Linked DNA regions of Mus musculus: region 1 is linked to region 2. The links are chromatin contacts, called in public HiChIP or PLAC-seq maps. All regions are on one chromosome and are shown on one strand. Each heading gives the region's core, a stretch centred on a gene start, on an enhancer-like site or on the middle of the called end of the contact. The rest is flanking DNA. Distances are from core to core; before and after follow the strand shown.

Evidence for each region. HiChIP or PLAC-seq counts read pairs in DNA pulled down with a chosen protein or histone mark.
Region 1: an H3K4me3 HiChIP or PLAC-seq map of the 230-238 cell line shows a contact between it and region 2, with 18 read pairs. The contact joins two enhancer-like sites. A contact is called at or near these places in 3 of 484 Hi-C or Micro-C datasets (bone marrow-derived macrophages, dorsal root ganglion neurons and large pre-B cells) and 1 of 115 datasets of contacts at active chromatin or transcription factors (the 230-238 cell line).

The regions. Positions count from the first base shown.
Region 1 is chr13:54,423,776-54,429,303 of GRCm38.p6, reverse strand. No RefSeq gene overlaps it. Among named protein-coding and RNA genes, the nearest start is that of Thoc3, 42 kb to the left of the region's middle. Within about 2 kb of position 3,878, at least 83 of the 459 cell types and tissues checked have an H3K27ac peak or open chromatin away from gene starts, as enhancers often do. A contact at or near this core is called in the 230-238 cell line, where this site is marked.
Region 2 is chr13:54,318,717-54,324,166 of GRCm38.p6, reverse strand. All of the region lies in intron 2 of LOC115488208 (a long non-coding RNA gene), which reads left to right. It also overlaps a transcript of Cplx2 not described here. Among named protein-coding and RNA genes, the nearest start is that of Gm52068, 13 kb to the left of the region's middle. Within about 2 kb of position 1,301, at least 76 of the 459 cell types and tissues checked have an H3K27ac peak or open chromatin away from gene starts, as enhancers often do. A contact at or near this core is called in the 230-238 cell line, where this site is marked.

The DNA of each region.
Region 1 (5,528 bases), core at 2,629-5,128, 100 kb before region 2:
TGCTGGGATTAAAGGCGTTCACTACCTGGTTCATCACAGTTAATTTTATGTCTAATAGTTTATTATAGCAATAGTGATAAAAGGAATGCAGCAAGAACCATTGGGCATGTCGTGTGCTGATGTTGAACATCTTGGGGACAAACAGCACTGTTTCTTCTTACTCATGTTTCTCCTGCTAGTTCTGCATAATTAAAGAGACTCCTGAAATCGCAAGCAAATCTAGCTTTTGAATCCTCTTAGCATTCCTAATTCCTATTCTTTGGCAGACTGGAAGTTTCAAAAATATTTGCATGCTAGGAATACTTGAAGGTTTTGCAGCCTAAAAACATTGGCTCTGGATTGCAGTGTGATGAGATATGACGCATCTGTCATCCATGGCTGATTTCTTCTTTTTACCCATCACCCCATTCTCCTTGTACCCTGTGATTGACTCATAATTTGGTTTGGATTTTAAGTGTTCTCTCAGTTCCCATACACATAAAGCTTGGTTTCCAGTCGTTGGTACTACTAGGGAGTGGTGGAGTCTTTGGGAGAGGAGTCCTGCTAAAAGGGATTTAGGTCATTGACATGCGCTCTTGAGGAGATATTGGGATTCTGGTCTCTCCTTCTCTCTGTCAGATTAATGGATCCTGTGAGGTAACCAGCCTCCCTTTTCATGTGTCTCCACCATGAGTGTAAACCAGCAGGGCTAAGAGGGTTGGGTCAAAGCCTAAAACTTTCCTTGCTAACAGTTCCTTACCATGGAGACTTCATGCCAGTAGTGGGATGTGGACTAATACGACCTATAAGGAGTCAGTGTTGCTGAGTGTGGTGGTTTGAATATGCTTGGCCTATGGGAAGTGACACTATTAGGAGGTGTGGCCTTGTTGGAGGAAGTGTGTCACTGTGGGGGTGGGCTTTGGAGGTCTCTTCTTATCTCCAGGCTCCACCCAGGGCAGAAGAGGGTCTCCTTCTGACTGCCTTCTGATCGGGATGTAGAACTCTTTCCTCTTCTAGCACCATGTCTGCCCTTCTCCCCGCCATGATGATAATAATGGATTGAACCTCTGAAATTGTAAGCTAGCCACAATGAACTGTTTTCTTCAGTCATGGTGTCTCTTCACAGCAATAAAACCCAAACTAAGACACCAACCTTATGGCAGAGGTACCAAAACTAGGGTGGTTTTTCTTCATCAGGTGGTTATATTTACCAAGGTCCCTGGCATGTGAATTGAGGCATGTGACAGATGATGAGGTCCAGATGGGGTGTGGGCAAGAGTGGATGTTCTTTCTTTCCTTCCCCAGGAGATAGGTCTTTATTGTGGTCGAATGAGAAATGATGTTGAGGGTGGAACTCAGGGTATCTGGTTGGGGGCTGGGGGGGGGGGGAACTCCCAAGAACAGTTCTCTGAGGTTGTACTGACTAGTGAGGAGCAAGAAGCCAGTCTTTGTTAAGATGCTGAGTTGTTGATGTTTGTATTATAGCCCTCTCTAGTTATTCCTGGCTAATACTAGGTTAAGCATATAAGATAAACATTTTAACAGAACAGAGCTTTCTGTTTGTCCTGTATTGGGTTCCTTTTATCATTTATCGAAATCTAAAGCATTCTTTTGCTTCTAGAAGGTTCCAGAATCAGCTACTGACTTTAAGTTGGACTTTATAGAAGGGAGGACTTCGGGTCCCAAGAGAGGCAATTTGCCTGGGGCTACTGAATGGCAGCAAAGCTAGACTCCAACTCTGATATCTATAGCTGGAGCCCTTTCTATTGTTGAATATTCCCATCACCCTTCTAGACACACGTGTTTCATGCAAGACTTGTCTTCACCTCTCAGCCCCACACCTGCCTATTTTGTACAATTTGTCACCCAGCTCGCAGTGATTATATTTGTGATGGTCATGTGACCCAGAATGATCACACTCCAGTGGGTCCCAGCATCTTTGCTGTATCTCCTGGGCTGTTGAATCAACGTGGCTCATTATTTTCAGGGGACTCTTCCAGCTCATCTAGATTAGAAATGGAGCCAGGCGTGGGAAGCAGAGCGGAAGATGCTGGCAGGCAGTGGGATGGAGTCAGTGTCTGAGTACCTGGATCCAGCCATGCCCAAAGCCAGAATCAGCAAGTTTCCTTTTGTGCTTTTGTTTTGTTGTTGTTTTGATTGACATTTTCAACACTTGAACCTGACTCATACACACCACTGACACTTTCTCATCAAAGGATAGGAGTCCCGGACTTTTGTTTGGCATTGTTTTCTCATGATACCAAGGAGGTTAGCTTGTGATCAAATGCTTCCAGTCTTGTGAGATTCAAGGCCGTGACTCCCTCAGGAACAGCCACACAGTAGCTCTATGCTGCCTTTAACCCTGACAGAGTCCAGATGCCCTTGGAGTCCTGACCACAACAGTCACCGAAAACTGAGTTGCTACTGAAGCATTGCTGAAATGGAAAGAAATATTTCTACAAACAAAACAAAACAAAACAAAACAACTGTGCCATGTGTGATGAACAAGCTCTCAGAAATAGGATGTACAGACAACGCACTAACAGATATTTAATGTCACTAAGACTACCAGGAAAACAGATGCTGTCACCAGTGGGTGCGGTAAAGGTTATCTGGGAGTGGGGAAACGTTCACGGGCTGCTGGAAATGGAAGAGTAATGTGGCCTTGCCTTTCAGAAAATAACTTGGTAGTGACCATTCAAGTGGAGAAGACATGTAAGCCTTCCTGCTTAGAACTTACACTATAAATAAATGTTGATGACTCTGCAAAGATGTTAAGTAGATGCAGAAGGGTAGGAACGTATTTGTAATAGCAAAAATACTGGTCACAATCACCCAGCGAAAGGGAACTGTTTTTATCAATCCCAAGACATCCAGACCAAGAATCAATTCCAGTTGCTAAAAAGAATGAGGCCACTCTGGATGTATAGGGACGGGAAGGTGTTGAGGGTGTACGACGCTATTAATGTGGAGACGAAAATAATATCTTCCCAAAGTTAAGATGAAGTTGGGAAGTAGGACTAGGGAGCCAGGGGACTTTAATTTCTGACTAATTAATTTTCTTCCAGGATGGAGAGATGGCTCACTGGCTAAGAGCAAGGGCTGCTCTGGTAGGCGAGTTCCACCGCCTGTAAAGTCAGTTCCAGGGGATCTGATGCCCTCTTCTGGTCTCTGCACGTGCCAGTACTCACTCATGTACCACCCCCCATTAAAAATTAAAATAAAAAACTTTACAATTTAATTTAAAATTTTTTTTATCTTACACATTTCACTTGAAAACTAGTATTAATAATCATGAAGTGAAAAAAATTTAAAGGCTCAAGGAGACGTGCCAGTTATCTGTAACCAACTGGTATGGAATTAATTTATTCCTAGTGTGTACTTATTGCCTTTAGGAGGAGGAGAAGGAGGAGGAGGGGAGGGAGGGAGGGAGGGAGGAGGAGGAAGAGGAGGAGGAGGAGGAGGAGGGGAGGGAGGGAGAGAGGAAGGGAGGAGGAGGAAGAGGAGGAAGAAGAGGAGGAGGAAGAGGAGGAGGAAAAGGAGGAGACAGAAGGCTGGAGGCCACTGGGGTCACCACTCTGTCTTTCTCAGAGTCATTCTTTGTACATGGGCTGGCATGAGGCTTCCTGAGCCCCGCTGAAGAATTTACAAAGCCATGGGGGGTACCCGACCCATGGATCTGGTTATGGTTCTCCTGGGTTTGGATCTTGAACTGGGGGGCTGGAGGGGCCTAGACGGTGAGGCACTGGGTCCCCCAGGACTGGCCCCTTCCTGCCAGCTCTCTTGAGCCAGGCCTGCCTGGCAGCTACTCAAACACTCATTAGGCAAGACAGATCTGTAGGCAAATATTTATCCCTGTGCAGCTGTGGGCTGCAGGTGCAGGGCAGAGTCCTGTTTACTTAGTGTGCAGCCAAGCAGGCTGCTGCCTGTTTGCTAAGTGCCCTCTCTGGCTCTGCTTAGAGGCCCACCTGGGAGCAGGCTGGGGTAGGAGAGTCAAGAAGCCAGAAGGTACTACCCTGGCAGGCAAGCCTTACAAAGGCCTCAGTGTCAGGTCCTGAGTGTGGATGGGGCTTATATGGTAAAGTGAGCTGTACTTCCTTCTTCTTTCTTGCAACGGGTCTCCCGAACTGTCTGCTAAGGTGGCTCACTGTCCCGTCTCTGGGATCTTTCTTGGGATTCAGCTTTCAAACTCACCAGGGTTTTCATGAACTCACTTCTACTGCAGAGTGATTGGGGCTACTATCAAGCACTGTTGTGACCCCAGATATTATCACATGGCAATAATGATGGTAACATCGGGTTGTTTTCTGGACTCCCTGCCAGTACCTAGGGATGATGGCTAGGGTCCTTCCATACTTTATTCTGTGATGCTAGGGATCAAGTCCAAGGCAAAGGCTCTCCTCCCGAGCTACAGTCCTCCCGGGCTCTCCATGCTTGCAATCATCTCCAGATCACTTACAGTGTCTAACCCAGGCTAACTGCTGTGTAAAAGTTTGACATACCAAGCAGTTCAGAGAACAAAACCAAACGTGACTGAATCTCTACATGTTCAATACAGTTTCTGAATGGGGGGAAACCAGGGATGTGAGGGGTGACCATGGTTTTTTTTATTTATTTTAATTTTTAATTAATTTATTTTTATTTTACGTGCATGAGTGTTTTGCCCATGTGCATGTTTGTGCACTGTAGGCATACTTGGTGCTCAAGGAGGCTGGGTGGCATGGTTGGATCCCCTGAAACTGGAGTTACAGTCTTGTGAGCTGCCGTGTGGGTGTTGGGAATCAAACGCGCTCTTAAGCGCTGAGGCATCTCTGCTGTCTCCACACTTGTTTTTCCACACTGAGGTGGTTCATGTTTATCTGGATGAGATAATAGATGCGTAGGATGGGGGGCTTTGCACACTGCTCACTTCCCAGCACTCCCCAGAGAGCCTAGGCAGCAGAAATCTGCCTAGGGTCCGCCTGAGCGAAGCCATTCAAAAGGCTTTGAATACTACACCAGTGAGGTGGGTTTTCTCTAGCCAGAGACAGGAAATGGTTGGGTAAGGAAGTGTAAATAATAGAAGCAAAGAGAACGATAAGCCAGATGCGCCCAAGTGAATGATATAAATTCTGCAAGCCTCTGCTTCATCGGCTCTTCCAGCCACACCCCTTCCCTGTCTCCCATCCCTCAGTCCGTTGGCTGCCTGCTCTCTGCTATTTCTTTAAAAAAATTTTTTTTTAAAGATGTATTTTTATTTCACACATGTGGGTATTTTGCCTGTGTGTATATCTGCACACCATTTGTGTGCATTGCCTGTTCAGGACAACAGGAGGCGGCATTGGATCTTGAAGAGCTGGATACAGACAGCTGTGAGCTACCGTGTGGGTGTTGGGAATCAAACCAGGGTCCTCTGGAAGAGCAACCATCACTCGTAACCACTGAGCCACCTCTCCAGTCCCCTTTGTTGTGTCTTGAACAACCTGGAAATGCTCCAGCCTCGGGTCTGCTCAGGCTGAGGTGTACAGCATCTCCACCCTCTCGGAGCTATGGGCTGAAGTCTAGTCTCC
Region 2 (5,450 bases), core at 52-2,551:
AGACTGGGGGGTCTTTAAATCCTATTCCTTACAGCCCCTGATGGTGAATACTGAGAGGAAGCAGAAAGGATGTCAGACAAAGACTTAGGTTTGAGAGGAAAGGATGGGTCAAAGGGAACCAAAGACAGCTCGGAAGGAAGCCCTGGTCTTTGAAAGAACTTCTGTGGGTGGAAGCGAGCCGAGTTTATAAGGGAGTGAGTCAGAAGCAGAGAACTATAGACAGGGAGGGGAGGTAACAACATTGAGGTTCGCTACATTCTAGCCAAATGAGTTGAGGACCGAGCAACTGGTGTCCCAGAGGGGGCCCTACTCTCCACAGCCAGCCTGTATTTTATTGCTTGACCATATTTCAAGATCTGACCTTCTCCAGCAAGCATCCCCTGAGTCCAGTCTCCTTCCTGGAGACTCCCCAGTCCTCCTCCTGGGTCCCCTTTGTCACGCTGGTCACATTGGTCCCTTTGGTTCACCTAGTATGACTCATCTGCCCCTGAGGAAGTCTACGCCTTGCTTGGCTCTGATTAGACCCAAGCTCCTAACCCCATGTCTGGCACCCAGGCGGGGCTGAAGGTATATTTTTAAAAAACGGTTTATTTGAAGGAAATGAATTCCAGATAAGGCATAAAGTCAGGATATGAGTCTGACAGAGGACAGAGTAGGGAAAAGCAATCAACACAGACAGAGACCAAGCCAGCGAGGAATATAGACAGGGGAGGTGGAGGTCTGAGGAGAGACCTAGAGTGCGGCTGAGGGGGTAGCTCAGAGCCCATTGGACTTGTACGGCTCGTCTGGCCTTGGTTCTTGGAAAGTTCTTCATCCTATTTTGTGGGAGTACCATCTGGAAAAGATCCAGTTTGCCTAGAATCTTGTAGAACCGGGAAGAATAATCCTAAAGGATGGGTGTGGAGAAGTCAGTGTAACAAGAGTTCTTGCAGTTCCTATTCCTGCCGCTGGGGGCATGAGATGCAAGACAGGTAAAAGGATGACGCAACCACCAAAGGTGGGAAAGGGCCCCAGCCCAGAGCAGCCTGATCTCTTGGCACCGCTGCATCCTGGGCCTTTCCCAGAGAGTCTGTGGTGTGTGTGACCCTATCTTTCAGTAACTGCGTTTGGATTCTAACTCGGGAAAGGACCCACCTTCACAGGCTGCTGGTCTGCAAATTCTCCCCCTCTGCTCTGGAACCAGATGGCTGACCGACAATCCCTGTCTACCGCAGCTTTTGTCTTTATCCTCTATGGTCCTGAGTACCGTCCAAAGTAATCCTATTTATTCTGTCCATCTGCTTGTTTATTGTCTGTCTCTCCCACTGTGAGAGACTCAATGGCAGGGACTCTGTGGGTCTTTCAGTGTCTAGCCCGGCACCTGGAGATGCTCACAGAATGGCTAGGCAAATTAGTGAATGGGAGGACGGGTGGATGGGTGGGGCGGGGATTGGATGTGCTTGGAGGTGGAGTTGATGAAGCATTTCACCGAGTAGGGCTCCAAAAATAAAGGCATCCGAGCTGTGAGACGAGAACCCTTGAGAAGAGAAAAGGCCCTTCCTTCTAGGGCTAATTGCTTGCTCTGAGCTGAAGTACAGCAGCTGCTGGGAGACCAGACACAGGGAGGTCCCTAGGGAGGAATGCAAACCCAACCCCCGGGACACCTGCTCTCTGGCAGAGAGGAAACCCGCTAGGGGCTGGCTGTCGGCTGTAAAGGCAAAGGCATTCTAATGTCACTACTTAGAGATGAGGGAGCCCCAGCACTGGATTGGGCAGGATGAGGGGCACCGGTCCTAGAACTTGTGGAGGAACATGAGCGACTGTGTGCCAAGAATCCCCAGGGGGTACTGCTGGACACTTCTTTCGTTTTGTTTGTTTGTTTCTTTTTTGAGACAGTGTTTCTCTGTGTAGCCCTGGCTGTCCTGGAACTCACTCTGTAGACCAGGCTGGCCTGGAACTCAGAAATCCGCCTGCCTCTGCCTCCCAAGTGCTGGGGTTAAAGGCGTGGGCCACCACTGCCTGGCTTGGACCTTCTTTTGTTTGCTTGTTTGTGTGTTAAGTCCATCTCCCCCTCATCCCCCACCAGCCTTCTCACCACAGCTCAGAGGAAGACTACCAAAGCAGATAAAGAACCCGGAGCCCAGGGAGCTAAAGGGATAAGCCAAGGTTCAGTTGTACAACTGTAGCCTAGACGGGACTTGATCCACTTGATCTAAATGGATAGGCACCCAACATGACACCAGGGTGGGCTGCTCATCTCTGCCAGGATTTTCGGTGTGAGGGGAGCCAAGAAGGGAGAGCAAATAGGTAAAATTACTGTCCAGCAAAATAGGGGTGATGATGTTTTTGGAATCATTCTTTGTTCTTCTTTCTCTCTTCTAATTCTTCCTGGGCCTGCCTGTTTTCATCTGAGATTGGCATAAAAATGGACACAAGGCCCCCACACATAGACTCCATTCCCATCTCCAACTGTATTGGCAAATCACCCCTACCTGTGAGATGCTGATAACAATTCTGAACCCTTAAGGCAGAGCAAGAATTCACGGAGGAAGTGGGTGCAATGTACCAACAGCCTAAGTGATGCTGAGTGAATTGGCCATAGACCCAGGCCACTCCACCTGAGACGAAATGTGGATCTTGCCCTCGTCCCGCCAGGGGCTTGAACCCTTCATGAAAGAGGGCAGAGGAATATAATCTAGCAATGAGAAAGAATCTTAGCTCTAATAGTGAGCGAATGAAGTCAGAGGCTTGAGTTCAATTTTGGCGTGACTTCACTGATATGAAATTCGAAACCAAATCAAGTGCTCCTAGGAGGTTAGCCGTTGAGGCGGTGGTTCCTTTCGTGGGGCAGGTAGGGGCTGTGAAGTGGAGAAATGGGGCTGTCTGTGGTAGCGTCCCTTCCTGGTTTGAGTGGGTTGTATCGGTACAGTCCGGTGTGGAACTCCATGGAACGCTTTGCGAATGCAGGAGAGCAGTTGAACTAGCTTCCTGTGTGGAAGGCGTGGTTCCCAAGGAGGCGTGGCTTAAAGACCGGGTTTTGAGAGGGAACAGGCTCATGAGAACTCTGTCTATACCAGCGGAGTAAGTCACTGATGGTTTAGAGCTGGAGGACAAGTCTCCCGAGGTATATCCTGTAAGAGTCTGTCCATTTCCTCTGTCCCTGCTTTCTGGCTGACCGGTGGCAAGCAGTTCTTCCTCTGTCTACTCTGCCATGGCGTTACTCCTGCATCAAGTCTAACAGCCACAGAGCCAATCACCCACGGAACGAAACTTCGGAAACCTTGATTTAAAATAAATCTTTCCTATTTTACAAAACAAATTCGTCTTAGCTTATATGTATGCGTGTTTGGTGTGCACATATGTGCAGTACACACGGAGGTCAGAAAAGGGCATTGTACACATCCCTCCGACCCAGAACTGGAGTAACAGGCAGTTGTGAGCCTCCATGTGGGTGCTGGGAATTGAACCTGGGTCCTCTACAAGAGCAGCAATATGCTCTTAATCCCTGAGCCACCCCTGCAGCTTTTTCTTCCTTTTTGAGCTGATCTTTGGTGTTTTGTGACAGCGATAGAAGCTGACTAACATAGTCATATTTCAAGATTTTTTTCTGAAAAATAATCTAAAAAACAAGGATTAAATAACTCCATCTATGGTTTGATCTTAGCTTGGGACGGGACGGGACGGGACGGGGTGGGGGGGGGGGGTGTTTCAGCTTTGTGGCTATTCACGTCTTAAACAGCAGGGGGCAGTAGGTAGGCCTTCCACACACCAGGCTGTTCGCCACCCTCTGCTTTCGCCTCTCCTTTCCTGAGTACTTCTCCCCTGGGGGTCCATATGCTCCCTTGCAAGCTCCCATGGCCCTATCACATACCTTCATTTATCTCTGCAGTTCTCACGTGGGTTATGATCGATATCCTGCTAGTTCCCCAGCATCAGGACCAGTGACAGATCCATTTCTATGTCCCCATGTTGAATTTGCTATGTAGGCCAAGATAGCCTTGAATTCAGAGATCTGCCTGCCTTAGCCTCCTGAGTGTTGGATTAAGGGTGTGTGCGACTAGATCCAGTTTAGAAAACCATTATTATTTTAGGCTCCTATTTGCCTTACCAGGGAGTCCATTATTTAATTCAGGTAGAGCCTTCTTTGCTGTCCTGTGATACACTTTCTAGAAATTTCTATTTTCCAGGATAAATGACCCTAATTTACATATTTATACCCTCTGTCTGTCTGTCTGTCTGTCTGTCTGTTGGTCTGTGTGTGTGTGTGTGTGTGTGTGTGTGTGTGTGTGTGTGTTTGTGAAGCACAAATGGCTTCATAGCCCCTCTCTTGATCCATCACCTCCATCCTTACCACACTTAGTTCATAAGAACAACTTCTGGAGGCCAAGGTGGTGATTGGTCAGGGGGAGGGGCAGAGTCTTTTTCCTTAAACCTCATTCCCTGGGGACACCAGATCCTCTCATTACACAGAGAGCAGGATATTGGAGGTGGGGGTAGGAAGCTCTTATTCCTTTCAGCAGAGATATGCAAATGAGAACTGGCTGACAGCACTTAGGAATTTCTGTTGGGACCCTAGACTCACTGCCTCCAGACGCAGTGGAAGAGAACTGACCTCAGCGGAGGCCTTAGGGTGCACTGGCCCTTTAAGAGCACAGTCTCATAGACTGCAAAGACTGTTCTCGCCTGGTCTTCCTACCTTTTAGGACGCCCTACATTAAACACGCAAATGAAGAGCTGCTTCCACATCGTGACTATGAGGAACCCATTGCTATGTGAGGATATTGGATCCTTGCCTGAGACACTCTGGGAATTTAAGGTCACCTCTGGAGCCCCAGACACTGTCTGCAGGTCATGGTCCTTGTACAGGCTCAGTGAATATATGCTTTCACCAATTTCTCCATCTCGAATAGCGAGGAGGCTAATGAGACTACTCTGGCCATTGGCTGAGGTGAGACTCAATGGCTATGACTTCCAGGCTGAGGTGTTTAAGGGGAACAGGTGGGCTCTCTGCTCCTTCCCCTGCTGCATATGACGCGAAGCTAGTCTGCCTCCCAGAGTTGCCACTTGGAAGGAAACTCTCCTCGTTTCCCAGGTGATATCATGTGAAGGAGAAATGACCACTACTCTGTCAAACCACACACAACCAGCCTTTATTGGTCACCACAGTGCAATCTAGCCATCATCCACAAGTAGCCCCTCCTCTGTCACTGCCACAATACCATAGTAGGCTAGCATAACCCAGCACAGTGACCCCTCGGAGCCTGCAGCCCAAGAGAAGCAGACAAGAAGCAATGAGTGTTTAGAACAGAGAGGGTCGCTATTGTGACAGGAGGTGAATGGGGCCTGTGGATGTCCAAAGAAGGGTGACAAGGCAGAGGGAAGGGGAGAGCATAGACTTTCTACAGGAAGTGATATGTCAGCTGAGTTATAGTGGAAAAACAAGTGAATTTAGCAGCAACCAGCTGGTAGAT